Regions from separate parts of the Mus musculus genome. Here regions 1 and 2 are each linked to region 3. A link is a contact called in public promoter capture Hi-C data. All regions are on one chromosome and are shown on one strand. Each heading gives the region's core, a stretch centred on a gene start, on an enhancer-like site or on the middle of the called end of the contact. The rest is flanking DNA. Distances are from core to core; before and after follow the strand shown. Region 1 holds the start of Rhobtb3 (Rho-related BTB domain containing 3). Region 2 holds the start of Ttc37 (tetratricopeptide repeat domain 37). Region 3 holds the start of Trip13 (thyroid hormone receptor interactor 13).

Region 1 (4,489 bases), core at 1,588-4,087, 2.0 Mb before region 3:
ATCACCCAACTTCACCAGCCTGTTTTCTGCCAGCCTAGATACAGAAATCTGCCTTCACTTCATTTCTTGCTTTTCCTTGGAACAGACAACCATGATGCGTGTTTCTACACCTTTACATATGAGTATGAATGAGTAATCTAGTTCTTCCTAACATTCCTTCCTGTCCAACCTCTTCTTCCTCCAAATCCAGCAACATTTCCTCATCTTTTAGGACCCATGATATTGGTTGCTTCCTCTGGTGAACTTCTCCCTAATGCTGTGCAGCACAGAACTAGACACTCACTGAAGCTTTAATCCTTATACTCTATATGTCTCTCTAATAGCTATGGAACACATAGCGTATGCTATGTGGAGAATATGTACCTATTGAGAATCTAGTGGACACTGACAGACTTAACTTCTCAAGAGTATAGTGTATCTTACAATATTCCATGTCTATCTGGCCAGGTTAAAACACTGAAAACTGGAGAAGTAGAAGTCTGCTTTCTCCCTTTCTGCTATGTGTCAGTTCCATCTGGTGTCTTTTTTGCATGTTCTTATGCTCTCTGTATTGTGCTTTACGTGGTAACAGAAAACTTATTATCTTAACCATGCTTTAGTGATTGGCATAAGTCACATTAGCTATGTGCATTTTGCTGTACAATTGATTTCTATGCTTTTTCATCTTCCAAAACTGAAACTGGGTACCCAAAAATAGCATGCCTTCCCTACTTCAGCACCTGATACTCTGTCCTACTTCCTAGCTGTAAGAGCTTGGCTACTTGAGGTAATTCAGAAGTAGAATGATGTAATTCTCTTCCATATTGGCTTACTTCACATAGCACCACATCGTTAAGGATCATCCATGGTATAAGATGTGATGAGTTTACCTTCATTTACAAAAGCTAGTTCATAACTCATTAACCATCTATAGTCTCAACTGCTCTGGAAATTTGATCTAGGAAGACTGCTTAGTAAGCCCAAGGGTTCTAGATCAGCCTAGGCAGTACAGGAGAAAACAACTCAAAAAAAAGGTTCATATTTACGTAAGCTATATTCTTTTTTTTAATTTTTTATTAGGTATTTTCCTCGTTTACATTTCCAATGCTATCCCAAAAGTCCCCCATACCCTACCCCTTCCCACTCCCCTACCCACCCATTCCCACTTTTTGGCCTGGTGTTCCCCTGTACTGGGGCATATAAAGTTTGCAAGTCCAATGGGACTCTCTTTGCAGTGATGGCCGACTAGGCCATCTTTTGATACATATGCAGCTAGAGACAAGAGCTCCAGGATACTGGTTAGTTCATAAAGTTGTTCCACCTATAGGGTTGCAGATCCCTTTAGCTCCTTGGGTACTTTCTCTAGCTCTTCCTTTGGGGGCCCTGCGATCCATCCAATAGCTGACTGTGAGCATCCACTTCTGTGTTTGCTAGGCCCCGGCGTAGTCTCACAGTAAGCTATATTCTTTATCTATTTATGCACTTCAGTGTCATGGTGTTTGACTGGTGGGCCATTAGACTGATGAGACCGTATACTTTCTTTTGATCCAAGAGGAACTGTGACTCTGCACATTTGCATCTTTCAGGATGGTTATTTCCAGAAACTACAAAACATTGTACTTGGACACAAAGGAAAAAATTTATTTATTTATTTATTTATTTATTTATTTATTTATTTAGGACTGGGTCTCACTATGTAACTGGCTCTTCTGGAGCTCACGATATAGCCTGGGCTGGTTTTGTTTTTGTTTGGTTTTGTCTTTACTAGTGACTCTAATTACAGCTATTTGGGAGGCTGAGGAGGGAAGACCTATCTCAAAGAACAGAGAGGACTAAGTAAACTACATAGAGAACGCCCCCTGCCCTGCCCTGTCTATGGACAGGAAGCTAATTCTGTCTCAGCTGAGCAATACTGATTCCTAATAAACAGTTGTGGCCATCTCCCAGCTTCTTGTTTTCCTCAGTCTTCCCAGGACCTTTTAAACATCTAGTTCTCAAAACAGGTCCACTTAACAGAGAAAACAAGCCCAATTTCAAAGCAGAGCAAATAATCAAAAAGATAAACAAGAACTCTTAACTGTGTGTGAGATGCTTGTGAGAATTTTAATATTTATGAGGGAGCCCCAGAGTAGCCTTTGGCCTGTCCTAGTATTAGCAGTCCTCATGGTGTTTTATACTGGAGGTAGTCTGAGGCCCTTTTGGGGCCTCCACAAGCTTTACTTCTGTGTGTCATCACGAAAGAATCTAAAATATCCTTACATTAACATGATCCTTCTTTTTCAGTGAGCTATTATTAAATAATGTAACTGGAATGTGTACTGAAAAAAATCCAAGTAAACTGCTACAACTTTCTTTTTTTTTTTTTTCTTTTTTTTTTAAACCACACACATTAAAAATCCCAACACTTCAAATTCCACAATCTTGGTTAAAATATGCCAAATATAGCTTGCAATAGTAAATGACCTTTCCAAAGTGGCACCCGCAAATTAATTGGTGCGTGAACAAAGAACCTTTTCTGCAGCTGCATGAATGTTGCCTTTTTTTTTTTTCCTTCTTCACAAGTACGATTTTACAAAACAGCCAAAGCGCATGTTGTAAATTGACAAAACGATAACACACTTTCTGCGAAGGCTGGGGTGGGTACGGGACCGCGGGGTGGGCAGGGGGCTGCCTCCTGGCTGGGCTCTCTTCTGGTCCCCGGCGGGGGCCAGGCCGCCCCTCCCCCGCTCCCGGCTCAGGTTTCAGCCTTCCGAGTTGAGGAAACTTGCTGCAGGCGGATTGGCGGCGAGCTGCTCCCGGGCTCCGGCGTCGTCCCCGCGCCCACCGCTCCTTTGTGTCCCGCGGCCTCGGCCAGCAGCCAGCTCCCCCGCGCGCCGGACTCTCGGGGCGACACGTGCGGGCCTCCGGCCCCGCCGAGCGGAGGCGGAGCCCGGGCGGAGGCGCGGCGGCCAGGAGCGGCGACCAGGGACCGCAGCGCTGCCAGCGCCCGGCCGGCCGCTCACTCCCGGCCCGCTCCTCTGCGTCGGTAGCGCCGCGTCGTAGGAGCGGGAGGGCCGCGGCCGGGGATGAGCTGACTGCAGTGAGAGCGTCGCCCGGGCCCCCGCCAGGCCGCCCGCTGCCATCTCCGCGCCGCCCTGCCAGCCGCGATCATGTACGTACGCGTCGCCGTTCTGCCACGGTCTGGGTCCGGGACGTGCCACGCGCCCTGGCTGTACCCACCCGCTCACCGCGCCCCTCTCGGCCCCGCAGGTCCATCCACATCGTGGCGTTGGGGAACGAGGGCGACACGTTCCACCAGGACAACCGGCCGTCGGGGCTCATCCGCACATACCTGGGAAGAAGCCCGCTGGTGTCGGGGGACGAGAGTAGCTTGTTGCTGAACGCGGCCAGCACGGTCGCGCGCCCGGTGTTCACTGAGTACCAGGCCAGTGCGTTCGGGAACGTCAAGCTGGTGGTGCACGACTGTCCCGTCTGGGTAAGGGGCAGTGGCTGCGCGGTGCCCAGGAGGAAGGAGCTTGCCTTTTTGGATCCCTCCTCCCCTTGTTTCTTAATTTCCTGATTGCCTGGAGAGTTTTTTTAGTTTGTTTTTGTGTTTTTACATTTTTTGGCAAATCCCATCCTTTGTTACAATTTGGAGGTGGTGGGGGCAGCCCAGTCACGTCTGTAAGGTAAAATGGCCCCAGGGCAATATAGAGCCGTTACTGTGTTTCAAGACTTGTTCTTTAGTGGATGGACAGCTGACAGTTGAATGTGCCAACCCCAAACAGGGTCGCGAAGTTCCACTGGCCAAGAGTCATGTTTTCATGTCCACCTCGTGGAGGATAGGGAGATGTGTTCTATAAATACTGCCCTTTACAGCTCAACGTAGGCAAAAATACTCTAGACAGGGACAGGTCAAAAATAGTATGGGAACAAGGGAAAAAAGAATGGGATTTGAGAACTAATTTTAAATGGCTTATTTGTTGATTATTAACCTCTGAAAAGACTAGTTTTTAATAGTGCTAATGCTCATATATTAGCCTTTTGTTTTAGTGGTTAATAAATTGGAAATACCACTAAGAACTTAAATAAATCTTCATGTTTATGATAGTTGAATAAAATAAGTCTTAGCTTGTCTCTTGAGTAGCTTGACTCTGAAGTGTTTGATAAAAGGACAAAGAAGACAGCTCCCTGACTTACAAATATCTTCATAACACAGTAGCACTATGTATTTCAAGTGTCTTCATTTAATTTTAAATCTGTGATTTCTTGCTGATATTGTAGTTATATATTTTTCAGCTAAAGATTACTATATATACATAATATATAAATGTTTAAACTTTTGGGTCTTAAAAAAGGTACAAATTATGTGAGATTTTTACATTAAAAAGACAGTTTTTTTTTTAAGAAAACTACCAGAGCTAAGGAGAACTAGCATACTTTTGAATAGAAATGTGTAAAAAGTAAAGAGAAAATTTTCTTGAGCATATTTTCCTATTATGGAAAGAAAGCACTCTTTAACTGGAAACTC
Region 2 (4,358 bases), core at 203-2,702, 2.2 Mb before region 3:
AGAACGAGCTGCTCAGTGGAAGTTTTCCCACCAGGGAAGGTGAAGTATGGGCTGGACAAGCTAGCAGGGAGGACCTTTATATGCCCCACTTCGTGTCTGATGAAAAGTACTAGAAACCTCTTAGGTTCTAGCAGCCCTTTGAAACTGCGTCCCTAAAATACCTATTCCACCAACCTGCTACAGCGCCTGCTCTCACTGACACCGCAATTACAGAAAGAAGAAAAGGATGTGCTCTGTCCTCAGAACAAGGGCCTGCAGAAACAGAGCCTTCAAGGATCATCTGTGTTCAACGAATCATTACTATGCAAAAAAAAAAAAAAAAAAAGAATACCAAATGTAATTTTTATAAAACTAAGCACCAGTTGATATTGTTTCTGTAAAGTATGTCCTACATTCCAAATTTACTCAACACAATTCTGGGGAGTGTGCCCTGTTTAGGAGGTAATCTACTTAGATAAGCTATTGAAAAGTTATTTAACCTCTCTGTTTTCGCATCTGTAAAGTAGTCTAAGTGAAGATTAAGGAGTACATTCCACGTAAAGCATGCTACACAGTAAATATACAGTAAAGCTTAACAGACACTAAACACATACCGCTCTGTATTAGATGTGTAAGGTGTTTTATTACAATTAATCTGTACACAAGGCTGCCAGATATGAGAGTTGAGATTTTAAATAAATAGCATTACTCCTCCTTTTCCTGCCAGAAAATCAACACAAGTGGTGTAATGTACAATTATATATACCTGAAACTTATCAGTGAATAATTTGACTTGAAAATAGAAACGTGCTTCTTCCAGAATTCTCCAAAGGAATCTAGCAATCAAAAAAAGGAACAGCTGATTATTCTATACCCAACAATGTTACTCCGAGCATACATCAATTAACCGCACACTTCACACAGTCCACATCTGTACCTTTTAGAACCGGTCCCTATTGCTACTCCAAAGACAAAGAACAGCCAAGCTGTTCCGTATCTGGAACCTGAAACTTATTAGGCCCGCTCTTCAACCCACATGAGCATAATCCTTACAGGTCGGCAAACGGAGGAAATACGATGAGGGGGGCTTCCTGACTAGGGTTCCGGAACGCAGCAGAAATCCACACCACTACCCAGACCACACACGAGGTGACCTAGCCTAAAGTCCCATATAGGCACAACCCAATCCAATTCAAGTGACAGAATCACTGCCACCTCATCACCGCCAAGTTCACTTTGTCAGCGAACATTCAGCCCCGCACAAAAGGAAGACAGCCCGTAACATCACGCTCATGCTCAGTATTTTCTCCCCCTAAATACCACTTCTACTGCCTTTAGATTTCAACTTCTGCCAAAACCGAAGCGATCAGAACCCACCTGGGCATGTGGGACTGCCACAAAGTACAAGTCTGAACAACGCATGCGCGCTTCCCCAGACATCGCTTGAGTGAGAGGAACTGGCAGAGCTATCATTAGCTCGAAATTTGATTAAAACGGTCTTCACATGGGCTGAGCGCGATTGGTTTTTGCGCATGCGCCTGCCCTTGGCCTGATGGGAGGTGTAGTTTCTAGGTGCCGCTCATATTTACTTCTGTATTTGTAAGCCAAACTTCTAGTCTTGTCCCTAGAGTCCGGCCCCTGCTCATGACTGGAGAGCAGGCTACAGGAGACCCGCTCAGCAGCCGCTTCTGAACGGCCATGCCCGCGATGCTGTTGCTGTTGGTGTCGGTGGTCGCAGCGTTAGCACTCGCAGCACCGGCCCCCAGAACACAGAAGAAAAGGATGCAAGTGAACCAGGCGCCCAACGTGGTGCTGGTCGCCAGTGACTCCTTCGTAAGTACCCAAAGGACGGGGAGCAGACACCGCCCAGAGCCTGTGGAGAAACATCACAGGGAACAGGACCCTGGGGTTGAGAGGTCCCGCATGCGCACACCTGCAAGCACGCATGTGCATACTAATAAAGTAGTAGAAAGAAGCCAGTCTCTAACTCCTGGGCTTTGCTCCTTGAACTTTATTCACTAGACCAGCAATTCTCAACCTGTGGCTCTCGATCCCTTGGGAGAGGTCGAGTCACCTTTTGCAGAAGTCACCTAAGACCATCGGAAATATCAGATATTTACATTACAACTCATACCTAACAAAATTACAGTTATGAAGTGACAACAAAAATAATCGTATGGTTGGGAGAGTCACCATAATATGAGGAACTGTATTAAACTGTTGCAGCATAGAAAGGCTGAGAACCACTAATCTAGACATTCTATACTTGTGTTAGCACTGATTTAAAGAAGTTATTTGTGTATGCATCACCTTAAATTTGATTTAAATTCATATGGAAAGTGAAAGGACCTCGAATTGGGAAGGGGAAAAAAACATGAAAAAGAAGACTGATTTAAAAAAAAAAAAAAAAAGCTTTTAATTTCAAAACTAATGGTAAAGCTACAATAGCCACAATAGTACTTTACATGCAGAACAATAAATATTCAGACCAGTAGAGTAGAATTAAGAGTCCAGAAATAGTCTTATAAACAAGTAGTGCTGGAAAAGTAAATATATACATGGAAAGGAACAAAATTGGGTCCTGCCTTCCACCATGTGTAAAAACAAAAGTTAGTCAATGATTTAAATGTAAAAGCTAAGGCTATAAAACTCCTTCAAGACAATGGAAGTGTAAATTGTCATAATCTTGGTTTAGGCAATTTAAAATGAGCCAAGGATTTGAAAAGACATTCCTACACAGAATATACACAGATAGCCAATAAGCCCATCATAAGAAGCTTAGATTCATTAATCATTAGGGAAATGTAGCTCAAACCAATTGATCCCCATAAGGATAGCCAGAATCAAAAGGCATAAAAATAGGAGGAAGTCATGTGAGATGATATGGGAAGAGCCAAGGGTGGGGAGGAGGGAATGTGGAGGTAAATATGATCAGAGTATGAAACTGTTGTGCTTGGCCTGTTGTTTTTTACAGTTAATATGTCAGTTCTTTAGTACACACACACACACACACACACACACACACCATAAACAATAACCAGAGTTAATGAGAATATGGAGGAATTAGAAACCTCATACACGGCTGTTGAGATGCTTTGTAAAGTGGTGTGGCCACCTTGGAAAACCATTTGACAGTTTTTACAGTGACTAACTATAGAGTTACTATGCAATGCAGCAATTCTATTCCTAGATATGTATGCTTGTGTTTGTGTCCAAGAGAAATGAAAACATAGTCTGCACCAAAGCTTCTACATGACAGGATTATTCTAGAAGATGAGAAGTTAAAACAACCTAGATAGCCATGTACTGGTAAGTGTATAGATGGAATTTGGTAGTATTATTCAGCAACCAGAAAAGAAATCCAAAACTCATGCTTGTTACAGTGTGACTGGACCTAGAAAACTATGTCCTCAAAATAAATGATGACAGACTATATTTTATATGAATCCATTTATACGAAATGTCCAAAGAAAGCAGCTATGTAGAGACAGACAGCATGTTCGTAATTGCCTCAGTTTTAAATGAGCCCAGGGTGAAGGCTAAGGGTGCTCCTGGGAATAATATAAATGTTCTAAATGACTTTCTGGATACACTAAAAACCTTTGAGTTGCACGTTTTAAATGTGTAAGTTGTATATAAATTATATCTGGATAAAAAGCACTTCTGCCTGGACCTTAAAGGACAAGGGCACCCCCTACAACCCTGCTTCCACACACACTGCACCTCCCCACTGTTGCAGCCACACTGGTTTCAGAAGTAAATAGCGGGACAGGAATATATACTGTGGAATCTCCCATAATATAACTTGACGTGGTAGATAAGTAAGATAAGGCACACAATATGCTAAGGCCTTGCCATAGCAGATAAGTCATTTTTTTACTACTTAACAGGATAATGCTTTTTCTAGCTAGCTTTAATTGTCAATTTGATAGAGCCTAAAGTTATCCCAGAGATATTGCCTAGATCACTAGATCACACTGACCTATGAGCATGTCTGTGGGGGAATCTCTTGTGATAAAACATTGTAACTGAACACATGCTGGGGAAGAAAGGTTTTGTTTCATCTTTAAAGTATCAGGTCACACTCCATCCAGTCAGGCCAGGAACTTAAGGCTCAAGAACTGCAGCAGAAGTCACGAAGGAAGACTGCATACTGGCTTTGCTCCTGTGGCTTCCTCAGCTGGCTTTCTTATATAACCCAGGGCTACCTGCCCTGGAGTAGCGCTGTGTACAGTTAGGTGAACATTCCCACACCAATCATTAATTAATCCCATATTAATCAAGAAAATGCTCCCCCATACTTGCCCACAGGCAATCTGATAGTAGCATTTTTTTTCATCTGAGGTATAATAACTCCAGCTTGTGTCAAGTTAAAAAGG
Region 3 (4,475 bases), core at 879-3,378:
CAGTTTCTCTCCATGAGGGAAGAGACCCTCTTGCCTAAACATTCTTTCTATACTAGAAGGCTGGGGGGGGGGGCAGGGAATCCAAGAGCCAAGACTGAGATTCCAGGTGAAATGTCATCCCTGACAGGGGCTGCCCAAGTCAGAAACTTACCAAAGACCTCAAGCTTCCAACATGCAATCTTGAGGTCACTTTAAGAAACCCAGACCTACCAGGAGAGCCTGTATTGGGGTCTCTTCTTCCCACGGGAGATTACCCATATTTCCACGATATATGCTTTTCTTATATGAGTGATATAGCAACATTAACCTGATGGTGCTGTTTGGAATAGTAAAACAGATAATGCTAAACTTCTACACTAAAAAACGATAAACTTTAACCAGATTAAAATACTGTAGATAAACTGGGCAGTGGTTGTGCACCATTTTAATCCCACACTCAGGAGCCAGAGGCAGGCAGATCTCTGAGTTCAAGGACAGCTCATCTACAGAGTAAGGTCCAGGACAGAGAGGGCTACAGTAAAAAGCCCTGTTTCGCTGGGCGTGGTGGCACACGCCTTTAATCAAAGCACTCGGCAGGCAGATGCAGGAGGATTTCTGAATTCAAGGTCAGCCTGGTCTACAGAGTGAGTACTATACAGTCAGGGCTATACAGAGAAACCCTGTCTCGAAAAACCAGAACAAAAAACCAGAAAAACAAACAAAACAAAACAACTAACCAACCAAATAAAAATATAGTAGGTTTTGTAGGACACATATGGTTGGTCTCTGGCATCCATGTGTCTGTTTTACCAGTCTTCAAGAGAATTTACTCATTTTTAGCTTGTGAAATGTCCCCAACAACTAGATAACCACGCTATAGACAAGGTAGGAAACTCATGTTTGGGGACAGGGTCTTGCCTGGCTGTGTTCGGCAGGCTCTCACTGGTCGGTCTGGGGGTGGCTCCACCTCCACCTTCTTTCCAGGGTCGAAAGCATCAGCCTCCCCCTCTGAGTCGCAGTGTTCCTTCTCCCGTTTCCGTTTCTTCTCTTCCTGTAAGTATGGAAGAATAGAGGGCACAGAACAGCCAGAACCCTTTTAGACTGGTAATGCAGGCTCCGCACACGTCTGCGCATTCCCCAGACTGGGAAGAAGAGCCACTCCTGACACCTGACAGGCATCACCTGAAGATGCCCTGGAAGCCCAGAACTGCAGCAACGGTATAGCCAGGCGTGATTAGGGACCCATCTTAGGCCATTGAACCTTTACCTTCCGCTTCCTCCTCTCCTCCTCATCGAGGTGCTTCTCCTTCTCTGACTTTTTCTTCTTCTTTTTCTTCTTTTCTCTGTGTCTCTCCCGTTCGTGGTCTGAGCGATCGTCGTAGTAGCTGGAGTCGTGGCCAGATCCTGAGAGCTCTGTCACTTCACTTCCTCCCACCTTGAGCACCAGCTTCAGAGGCTTCTCCAGTGGCGTGTCTGTATAATCTGCACACAGACCGTACGTAGGTCAAGCTTGCAAAATACTGAGTAGAAATACTGCACCCCTGTGGGTGTGAATCTAGACAGCAAGGAGTTGTCAAAACCACAGACTATGTAATCTCAAACTGACAGATTGGTGTTCAATCCTCTCTTTCAAACCACAAAATCACCACTGAGGATATTCCGAGGGTACAACAACCCGACCTGAGACCCAGGACCCCAATTCCTTCACGGAAGCCCTCTTTTTGCTGCGGGTCTTCCTGGTGTCAGAGAGGAGGTACATAGTGGCTACAGGACCCAAAAAAGAAGCCTATAGCCTCTTCGCAGCAGATTCCCTTTTTCAGCTCTAACCCCGCCCCTCCTACGATTGTCCACTACCTGGCTCTAAGCTCCTCCTTCTCACGGGACCCCGCCCAGCACAGACCACGCCCTTCCCCTGGAACGCCTTCCCCTGCCCGTATCGGCAACCTAGACCCCGCCCGTGGGATCCGCACCTTCGTAGGACGAGCGCCATTCCGCCTTGTGCTTCTTGTGCTTTTTGCCCATGGCTGAGATAGCACGGGATCCGGTGAGAAGCGGCTGCCGGTAGCTCGACCTGCGCCAGTCGGAAGTAGCGCCTTCGCCACCGCCAAGTGCTTCCGGGTCAGGGTGGGGCGGTGCGCAGCGCGCGGCAGATTCGAAGCTCGGTGGGGCGGGGCGGGTTGCAAAGCGCCGAGCGGCTCGGGCGGCGGAAGTGGATTTGGCCGGCCCTTAGCCAAGGTGGATCCTCCTACATCGGAGAAGGCTGTCGCACAGGGCGCAGGGAGGCGACCGCGGCCTCACTCCGGCGGCATTCCCTCGGCTCCCGGCGGCGGCGCCATGGACGAGGCGGTGGGCGACCTGAAGCAAGCGCTTCCCTGTGTTGCCGAATCGCCCGCGGTCCATGTGGAGGTTCTGCAGCGCAGCGGAAGGTGAGCGTATATACGGAGTCCGACCACGCGGGGCGCGACCTGATCCGACCCCACCACGCGTGACTCCGAGTGGCACGACCTTACCCCAACTCTTAGGATTCCACCCCACAGCGTCCCACCCCTCAGTACGGCCCCACTTCGCACGACCTGAACAGCCTGACATGAACCCACCTAGTATGACCCAGCACACCTCCACCCCACTTCAGTTGACCCTAACAGCATGATCCGACTTTGCCCTCCATCCCACCACACATTACTCTTGAGTTTCACCTCTCACATTGCCGCATATCCCATCCAGACCCTACCACCATCCCAGACTATCTGGCAGGACCCCACAGCTCTCAACTGACTGGCCTATGGAGCACAGCCTAACGATGAGCTCCATGTAATAGGACCTGCTAAGCGACAGAAGTGATCTCCAGTCAATTAGGGGTGCAAGGAAGTGCAGTGTCAGTAGAGCAAGTATTTAATTTGCAAAGCCAGAATCCAGTGGCAAATTTCCTGTTACAAAGATTATGTACGTACTCCAGGTTAGACCCTACAGCTATGCATTTTCAGGTTTTCCTTAAAAGGGCTGCTAACATGGATTGAATGCTCATAATGTTTCAGGCTTGTCTCAAACACTGAATTTTTATTAATTTTCATAGTAGTGTGTGAAGAACTAGTGGCACCTCCTTTTTCTAATTAGCCTGAGGGTGGCTGATGGTATGACTGCAGGCCTGGGACCCTACAGTTGATCCTAAGACAGTACACTGCCAAGCCCCATCTTGACTAATGACTTTCTTGTATATGTCTGAGGTCTGAGGGAGGGAAGGTGTGTGTCTGTGTGTGTGTGTGTGTGTGTGTGTGTGTGTGTGTGTGTGTGTCTGAGTGTCTGTGTTTGAAACAAGTTCTTCTGTCTCAGCTTGCATGCTGAAATTACAGCCAGACCTAGCTATACTTTAGTGGGGTTTTTTTTGTTTTTTTGTTTGTTTTTGTCGTTTTTGTTTGTTTGTTTTTTGGTTTTTTTTTTTTTTTCTTGGTTTTTCGGAACAGGGTTTTTCTGTGTAGCCCTGGCTGACCTGGAACTCACTTTGTAGACCAGGCTGGCCTCGAACTCAGAAATCCGCCTGCCTCTGCCTCCCAAGTGCTGGGCTTAAAGGCGTGTGCTACCACGCCCAGCTTTTAGTGTTTTTCTTAACTAAGATATTTTATATATGTTTTATTTATCTTTCTAGCACTGCAAAAAAAGAAGATATAAAGTCGAGTGTTTACAGGCTGCTCAACCGGCATAATATTGTGTTTGGAGATTACGTCTGGACTGAGTTTGATGATCCTTTTCTAAGCAGAAATGTTCAGTCAGTGTCTATTGTTGACACAGAACTAAAGGCTAAAGACCCTCAGGTAAATTCCTAGTTCATAGTGCTGGTAAGTGAGCCCTTAGAGATTATGAGGTAATTGTCATAAATAACTAACATTGACGTGGATAGCGGGTTACTACCCTATCTGTTGGTTTTGGTGGCTATTACAATCTAAGCAACAGATTCCATAAAGTCACTTTAGGCAACAGATCTCACGTGGGAGGTTTATTAGGGAGGGAGAATCCAGAGGCTGCTTCTGGGTGAAGGTGGAGGGAGAAGAAAGAGTGCAGAGAGGAGGGAGTGTCCTTTTAGAAGGGGAGATCGAACATGTACATAGGAAGGATATGTGACTAGTGGCGAGAGTAGGAATGTGTAGCATCTTGGCAGCTTGTGGTGACTGATCCTGCTGTTGTTGTGTCCCCGATTGCTAACAGTAGCTAGATAAGCTTTAGCTATGTGTCCTGGAGCTAGGTGCTAGAGTAGGGATGTTGTGTGTCAGGATGCTCTTGACAGAGCCTGGAACAAATTGGAAGTAAAATTTGACAGTTGGAAAACAGACCTACTAATAATTAGGTTGCATTAGAATACATCACAGACCGTAATTCTCTTTTTATGTACTTCTAGCATACTAAAGTTCTCTGAATTGCCACTTCGGTCACTTTAATGGAAACCAAATATTCTATAATATCTCTTCGTCAAACACCTGAAGCTTAGAGAAATTCTCTGGTTT

The links. Promoter capture Hi-C pulls out the DNA fragments that hold promoters and counts their contacts.
Region 1: a promoter capture Hi-C map of liver shows a contact between it and region 3, with 2.4 times the contacts expected there. The contact joins the promoter of Rhobtb3 here to the promoter of Trip13 in region 3. A contact is called at or near these places in 3 of 39 promoter capture datasets (cranial neural crest, liver and second pharyngeal arch cranial neural crest).
Region 2: a contact with region 3 is called in a promoter capture Hi-C map of pre-B cells, with 2.1 times the contacts expected there. The contact joins the promoter of Ttc37 here to the promoter of Trip13 in region 3. A contact is called at or near these places in 5 of 39 promoter capture datasets (the 3T3-L1 cell line, cranial neural crest, hematopoietic stem and progenitor cells and 2 more), 1 of 484 Hi-C or Micro-C datasets (muscle stem cells) and 2 of 9 other capture datasets (adipose tissue and liver).

Annotation. Positions count from the first base shown.
Region 1 is chr13:75,942,172-75,946,660 of GRCm38.p6, reverse strand. Rhobtb3 (Rho-related BTB domain containing 3) reads left to right here and starts at 2,837. Exons shown (of 12, transcript NM_028493.2): 1 at 2,837-3,130; 2 at 3,229-3,454. The coding sequence starts at 3,129.
Region 2 is chr13:76,095,828-76,100,185 of GRCm38.p6, reverse strand. It overlaps Ttc37 (tetratricopeptide repeat domain 37), which reads right to left and starts at 1,452. Exons shown (of 44, transcript NM_001081352.2): 1 at 1,357-1,452; 2 at 746-815. It overlaps Arsk (arylsulfatase K), which reads left to right and starts at 1,526. Exons shown (of 8, transcript NM_029847.4): 1 at 1,526-1,812. The coding sequence starts at 1,678.
Region 3 is chr13:73,935,420-73,939,894 of GRCm38.p6, reverse strand. It overlaps Trip13 (thyroid hormone receptor interactor 13), which reads left to right and starts at 2,128. Exons shown (of 13, transcript NM_027182.2): 1 at 2,128-2,405; 2 at 3,623-3,788. The coding sequence starts at 2,314. Brd9 (bromodomain containing 9) reads right to left here and starts at 2,067. Exons shown (of 16, transcript NM_001378947.1): 1 at 1,950-2,067; 2 at 1,247-1,461; 3 at 898-1,030. The coding sequence starts at 2,001.